Regions from separate parts of the Sus scrofa genome. Here region 2 is linked to region 1. The links are chromatin contacts, called in public Hi-C maps. All regions are on one chromosome and are shown on one strand. The core of a region is the stretch at or near the end of the contact, and the rest is flanking DNA. Distances in the headings are between cores, read along the strand shown.

What was found. Hi-C and Micro-C count contacts between places; a contact is called where the count stands out from the background.
Region 2: a Hi-C map of omental adipose tissue shows a contact between it and region 1, with 2.7 times the contacts expected there. The contact joins two enhancer-like sites. A contact is called at or near these places in 9 of 47 Hi-C or Micro-C datasets (embryonic fibroblasts, epiblast stem cells, fetal skeletal muscle and 5 more).

What each region holds. Positions count from the first base shown.
Region 1 is chr5:17,470,317-17,473,923 of Sscrofa11.1, reverse strand. The region is part of intron 1 of LOC110260840 (a long non-coding RNA gene); the gene reads right to left. Among named protein-coding and RNA genes, the nearest start is that of KRT80, 34 kb to the left of the region's middle. Within about 2 kb of position 1,618, at least 9 of the 83 cell types and tissues checked have an H3K27ac peak or open chromatin away from gene starts, as enhancers often do. A contact at or near this core is called in omental adipose tissue, where this site is marked.
Region 2 is chr5:18,236,685-18,240,548 of Sscrofa11.1, reverse strand. No RefSeq gene overlaps it. Among named protein-coding and RNA genes, the nearest start is that of KRT18, 21 kb to the right of the region's middle. Within about 2 kb of position 1,283, at least 2 of the 83 cell types and tissues checked have an H3K27ac peak or open chromatin away from gene starts, as enhancers often do. A contact at or near this core is called in omental adipose tissue, where this site is marked.

The DNA.
Region 1 (3,607 bases), core at 369-2,868:
ACGGCCCCGGAGCCCGAGGGCTTCAGCGCGAGGGGGCGGTGCAATAGGCAGTTCCGAGGGGCTGGGATTTGGCCTCAGCCCTTCTTTCCCACAGCCAGGAACCACAGGGGAGTCCCTCTTGGATTGAGGCGGAATAGCCTGGCACACACCGTATGGGGACCGGGCACAGACCTCACCGACGCCCGTGTGTCTTCCTCTTGTCGAACCCACATCCCTGCCAATCCTATCCCTCCCCAAAATGGCTTTCCTGGGGTTCCCATCGTGGCTCAGCAGAAATAAATGACTAGCATCCATGAGGACGCAGGTTCGATCCCTGGCCTTCCTCGGTGGGTTAACGATACCGCGTTGCTGCGCTTCGGCTCCAATTCAACCCCTGGCCTGGGAACCTCCATATGCCATGGAGGCAAAAAAGGCCAAAAAAACCCTGGCTTTCCTTCCACATCCTCAGAAGTGCCCGTGACATCAACAAGGCCATCTTGCATCCCATCTCACATGACTCATTGGCAGTGAGTCAGGAGCGTGAGAAGTGGACACAAGGCGGGTGAGCAGGAGGACGAGGTCAGCCTTTGGAGAGGACCTCATAGGCACAAGCTCACGGCTGTGTGCAAACGTGAATGCATGCACACAGCACGTGCACGTGTGCACACACGAATACAGGTGTGCTCTGCACACACGTGCTCTTGAGTGTGTGCATATGCCAACACACATGCACAAATATGCCTGTGTGTACAGACAGGAGTCAGATCTCATACGCGAGCACTGCATGCATGCGTGCCTCCATGCTTGCACACGTATCCACACCCACAAGCTGGCGTCCTTAGCCAGACACAGGCCAATACAGGGCAGCCATCAAAGCCTGCAACTACACACATGCACACACACACAGCCCCTCGGTCGATACTCATGTGCACACGTCTACACATGCCTGGGGTAAGACTCTGGAGTCAGTTTGAACTAGACCCTGGTTCAGACCTTGGTCTTACCACTCTCTTGCTCTTGTCTCGCTCTTGGTCTTGTGTATGTGCAGCTTTTCAGAGCCTCAGTTTCTCTGTCTATAAAATGGGTGCCTGTCCGGTTGTAAGGATTAAAGGAACTAATGAATGGATCAGGCTGGCACACAGTAAGCGCTCAGCAGTGGCAGCAGGCAGACCCCATCCTTGGGCCTGCATACGACTGTGACTAGAAAATAATCAGAAGGGTTCCTGGCTGGAGTTTGGGGCAAGGAGGCCCCCCACACGGGCACACACGTGCCCACGCACCAGGGCTGCTGTGTGTTCCTGCTGTTTGTGCGGGCTGCTTAGCTACGAGCCAGGCTGAGGAGCACGTGGGCCCACACGGGAGCCTGGCCCTCCCCCCCCAGCCTGTTGGGACAGGGCCTGGCCAGGATGCCTGCATGCCTGCCGCCTTCCCTCCTCCTCCTGGCCACAGACATGTGGGGTACAAAATGGAGGACTTAGGGAGCCTCTCACGCTCCAAGCCACCGTAGGCTTTGCCCTGTCTGCAGTGAGTTGGGGTGCTGCAGGGGCCTCTCTGAGACACAGGGAGCCTTCCCTGGCGCTCTCCAGCCTGCCTGACACCCCCTCCCCAACTCGAGCTCCCCACAAGCCCAAGGCTTCTGAGCCTATACTTCCAGGAAGGAGGGGGGGCGCGCCCCCACGCACCCCCCACGGCCTCCTGGAAAAAGCAAGCCGCCCACTGTCCCCATGAGTTCCTCTCCCCTCTAAGTCCCCCCACAAAGCCCTGTCCTGCCAGGCCACCCCCAGGGCCACCCCAGGGCCCCGGGCTCGTAGGGAGAGGAACTCCTAGTGCTGGGTCCAGAGCAGAGAACAAGCTGGGCTCAGAGGCTGCCTCTGAAGACCTTCCCAGGATCGGGGACGGCCACACGGCAGGTCATCCCTTCAAAGCGTGCCTTTCTGTCACCAAGCCTCCAACCTCTCGGGTCCCAAAGGGCTGACTGGGACTCCTGCCTTGCCGGTCCTCTCCCCAGGTGGGCAGGGAGCCCCTGGCAAGAACCTGCCATACCTCCACAGTGACAGTGACACACATACTGCCATACTGCAGGCAGCGAGAGCCCCTTTCTTTTGTCTTCTGGAAACTAAACTGGCCCAAAGCTAGGTGTTGCAGCCCACCCAGGCCCTTTGCCTTCCAGGTCCCTCCAAAATAGGTCAGGGCCACCTCACACCTCAGGGCGGGGAGGTACAGAGGGTAACACAGGCACCTGGGGTGACATCCAGCCCCACGAGTGAGGCCAACTACCTCATTTTACGGAGGGAAAGACTGAGGCCCAGAGAGACATGGAGCCTTGCTCTAAGCCCCAGTGGAGCTGGGCCTCCAGGACCCCCACCACTCTCTCTGGAGTTGCCCGGAGCTCTAGCAAACCTCCCACTCGGACCTCTGCTCAGTGTCCTGGACTAATTGGAGGGGCAGAAAGAGAAAACAGGGAACCACAGCCCCAAGTCAGCTGATATTCTGTTGGAAGGCAAGCAGGCTGCAAGGAGACCTCTAGCCAGGACCTAGCCTTACAGCCGACAGGAGTAACAATGCGGAGACAGGGGCACTGCCCAGAGTCCCTTCTGGAACTCCAGGGCTCAGAGCATGGCCAGAATGAGAGAGTCACTAATGTGACCACAGACAGGCCTGGCTTTGGAAAAGGGGACCCTGAATATATCCTGAGACCACACCCTCTCCACCACTACGGCTCTGCCGTTGCAAACCTACTCCCAAAACTGTGGAGGTAAGAAAATGGAAAAAGAGCCCTGGACTGGGAATTAAGGACTCTGGTTCGGGTCCTGCTTCTGCCAGTAACTCCCTGGGGGAATTGAGCCTCAGTCTACTCATCTGCCAAATGGCAGTGGGATTTGTCCCTCCCTGCCCCCTTTGATGGGATGGGGCGGGGGGACCATGAGACCCTTTCCTGAGGAGTCCTGCCTGGAGGAGCTGCCAGTCTTCTGGGGGAGGTGAGCCGGGACGTCCTTTGGCATTGTCCTGGGCCACCGTCTACGAGCCTCTCTCTGGGTCAGTGCTCACAATAGACTGCGGGGTAGGGTCATCGGCCTTACAGATGAGGAAACCGAGGCCCAGAGCCGGGACTCCAGCACAGCTCCGGCTGCCTGCAGCAGGACAGAGAGGAGGTCCCTGGAGAGGGGGCTAGGGGCCTGGGGCTCCAACCACCACCATCAGAGCAGGTGTGTCATGCGGCTGCCGGTGGAGGGTCCTCTGGGCCCCAAACCCAGGAATTCGGGGCTTCTGTTCCCCCCCCACCCCCGCAGCCCTTCTGCGCCCAACCCCACGGCGCCCGGACCGGGGCAGGGCCAGATGTGGCGCCAGGTCCCCGGGCGGGGCTCGGAAGCCTCTGTTCCCGCAGCGCCGACACCTGGTGTCCGCCCGCCCGCGGGTCGGCGTGCCTGGGCAGGGAGGCCGCTCGGGGGCCGCCCGGACCGGACGGGACGGGACGCGGGCGGCGCCACCACATCTGAGCCCCGCCGCATTCCGGGGCACCCCGCCCGGGGCAGGGGCGGAGAAGCCTCCCGAAGCCGGTGGGGCACCGCCCCCTGCCGGCCGCCGCGGGCGGATGCAGATCCGGGAGAAGGCGGCGCCTCCCGGGGTC
Region 2 (3,864 bases), core at 34-2,533, 770 kb before region 1:
GTTCCCATTGTGGCTCAGTGGGTTAAGAACCTGAATAATATCCATGAGGATTCCAGTTCCATCCCCGGCCTTGCTCAGTGGGTTAAGGATCTAGTGTTGCCATGAGCTGTGGTGTCCTTCATAGATGCAGCTCGGATCTGGCGTTGCTGTGGCTGTTGCATAGACTGGCAGCTACAGCTCCGATTTGACCCCTAGTCTGGAAACTGCCATATGCTGCTGGTGCAGCCCTAAAAAGAAAAAAAAAGAAAAAGGAAAAAAAGAGAGAAAAAGAAAAAGGAGAAAGAAGCAGAGGGCAGAAGTTCAAGAGCAAGGGGATGGTTTGGAGCAAGCTCACTGGGTCCAGGGGTGGGGGGTGCATCCCAAAGGCTCAGTCTACCCCCTCAGGCTCCCCAGAGTGAGTGTCTCCTTTCTCTCTTGTGACCCCCAGGCCAGGCCTTACTGGTCCTCAGAAATCAATCCTCAGAACTGTTCCCTGGAATATAGATCCTGGGGCTGGAGAAGGTCTGTCCCGAGACAGGGAATGGAGGTGATGAGGATGGTTCTTGTGGGGCATCGGCTGGGCTCTGTCCGGGGAGGTGTTTCTGGGAAGCTGGGCCCGGGCCCTTTGCAGCTGCTATTATGGGGAGGGAGACAACACCTAGCAGGCGTGCCCGGATCCCAGATCCTTGAGGTTTTTTGTTTTGTTTTGTACTGTTTGCCTTTTAGGGCCGCACCTGCGGCCTATGGATGTTCCTAGGCTCGGGGTGAAATTGGAACTGCATCTGCAGCCTACCCCACAGCTCATGGCAACGCCGGATCTTTCACCCACTGAGCGAGGCTAGGTAGGGAGCGAACTCGCTTCCTCATGGATACTAGTCCGGTTCATAACCCACTGAGCCACAGTGGGAATTCCCACAGACCCTTGGGATTTTGTTCATCCCTCTCCTTGTCCCTGGGGAGGCCACCCACCTTTTTTCAGGCCATGAGCCCCTTCTCTGGCCCCCTGTCCAATGCCCAAACCCCAGGCTGCCTCACTGCGGGGAGGATGAGGCGGGCAGCTGGCCGGACTGTGGGAGAGCACCTCACACAGCCCTTCGTGGGAACGGAGGCCCGCCTCCTGGGCTACCCAGGCTTGGCTCCTCGGGGAGGTACAAAGACCAGTCTGGTGTCTCGTCTCCTGAATGACAGGCCTTCAGCTATTTGACGTCATAGAGAATAGACGGGAACTCAGAGGAGATGGAAGGTTTTGTCAGGGAGGAAAATGGCCCGGAGGGGAAAGAGGTGTATTAGCGTGGCCAGGTGAGTCAGCCTGATGCAACCCAGGTCTCCTGACACTGCCCAGGGCGCCCTTCTTCCCTCCCCAGCTTCTCTTTCTCCAGGTCAAACGTGCCTCTCCTTTGAGATCTTACTTTGATCTGCTTGGTACAATTTCACTTTTATTTGTATGTGCACGTTCTATTTTTATTTTGTTTTTTGTCTTTTTAGGGCCACGCCCTTGGCATCTGGAGGTTCTCAGGCTAGAGGTGGAAACAGAGCTACAGCTGCCCGCCTACACCACAGCCACAGCAGCGCCAGATCTGAGCCGAATCTGTGACCTACACTGCAGCTCACAGCAATTCAGGATCCTTAACCCATTGAACACGGCCAGGGATTGAACCCATGTCGTCATGGATTCTAGTTGGGTTCATTACGCTGAGCCATGATGGGAACTCCTGTATGTGCACAGGATGTGTTCAATCCCTGGCCTTGCTCGCTGGGTTAAGGATCCGGTGTTGCAGCACGCTGCACAGATGCCGCTCAGATCCAATGTTGCCATGGTTGTGGTGTAGGCTGGCAGCTGCGGCTCAGATTTGACCCCTAGCCTGGAAACTTCCATATGCCACTTGTGTGCTGTGAAAAGAAGACAAAAACAAAAACTAAAACAAAACCCCTTAAACCTGGATTGATATCACAAGTTCACAACCCCTGAACCCAACCGAGAGGTCCAGATGGCTCTTGGGATTCAGAATCTTTTAGATTTTAGAAAGGGAACGTACTATGTATAATGTACAAGTAAAAGCACAGCGGGGTTTGATGTGGCACCTGAAACCATGGAATCAGACCCTTTATTATTTCTGCAGGGAGACGTACACCCATTCCCCCCTAGGTGGGGTATATGAAACCTAGAAGCAGCCTCATGTCAGGTTTTGCAGGTAAGTGAATTAATTACAAAGACCTCTGAGTTCCCACTGTGGCTCAGAGGGTTAAGAACCTGACATAGTCTCCATGAGGATGTGGGTTGGATCCCTGGCCTCGCTCAGTGGGTTAAGGATTTGGTGTTGTTGCACCTGTGGTGTAGGTCACAGATGCAGCTCAGATTCAGTCCCTGGCCTGGGAACTTCCATATGCTGTGGGTGTGCCCATTTAAAAAAAAAAAGAAAGAGGAGTTCCCATTGTGGCATAGCAGAAAGGAGTCTGACTAGCATCCATGAGGATGCAGGTTCAATCCCTGACCTTGCTGAGTGGGTTAAAGATCTGGCGTTGCCTTGAGCTCTGGTGTAGGTCACAGACCTGTCTCAGATCTGGCGTTGCTGTGACGTAGGCCAGTGGCCACAGCTCTGATTGGATCCCTAGCCTAGGAACTTCCGTATGCCGTGGGTGCACCCCTAAAAAAAATAGGAAAAAAAAAAAAGAACTCTGGTCCTCAGAGTTTTCTGGAGTTTGGAATTGTTGGATAAGGGATTGGACATTATGCTATTATCTTTTAAGGATGATTGTACAATACTTGGTGGGAACTTGAACAAGCCAAAGAACTTGGGGTGGGGTGGGGTGATAGTTACCTGAAGGTGGTTGGCACATGACAGCTCCAGGGGACCCCAGGAAGGTTTTGCTTTTTTTTTTTTTTTCAGTTGCATCCAAGGCATATGGACGTTCCCGGGCCAGGGGTCAAACCTGCACTGCAGCTGTGACCTGCACCTGCACCACAGCTGTGACAATGCCGTATCCTTAACCCACTGAGCCACAGGGGCTCAGGAAGGCTTTGCTTTGATCAGGGCTGTCACCATCCAGCCACCCTTAACTCTGCCAACAAAGGGATCTGAGAGCTCTGAAGAGCAGAGTGTGGCTGAGCCTGGTGCAGGGTGGGCAGCAGACCTTTAAGATCCTGGCTGGGCAGAGCCATGGTCGGCAGGCGGGATGTCACCTCCCCAAGGTAACGCCTCCTAGGATGCTGGGGAGTTGGCATCCTAGATGGTAGCTGCAGGGATAAACCCTTTTGTCTGTGCTTTTGGCTTGGCTCAGCCCTGCCCTATGCTCCGCTGCTCCTGCCAGCCCCAGGTTATCTCCCTGGTGCTTGCCAGCCTGCCTGAGACCTGGCATTTGCTCACCCATGTTCTCTTGCCATCGCCACAACCAAGAGCAGCCTCAGGTTTTCTGGGACCCTAGGAGCATGTATTTATTGAATAGCTACCATGTGCAAGTCACAAGGTTGACCTTGGGGACCGTCTCCTCATTATTCTCTCATCTGGAAGGCACACCTCTCCCAGAGCACGAGCCCTAGCATCCTTCAGATTCCACTTGGTCATGAATCACAATCACCATCCTTCTTCCCAAGGCCTGTAGCCTGTAGCGTTTATTGGCCTCCCATTCCTTGGCTCTGAATTCAGCTCATGACCTTTCTTGTATCTTGTCTCACGCTTTGGTGCTTGAATTTTTATTTGAGTGCTCTGTCTTTCGAATCAGTTAGGGCTAAGGTCTTGACCTGGGTTCAAGCTATCCCCAAAGTAGGCACCCGACCCTCCTTCCTTAAACACGTGTGGAATGCAGAAGTGACCCCAGGGGAGGAAGGCAAAGCCCAGCAAAGGAGAGGTGGAAAATGGTGCCTGGGGCCCTCAAAACATTTGCACA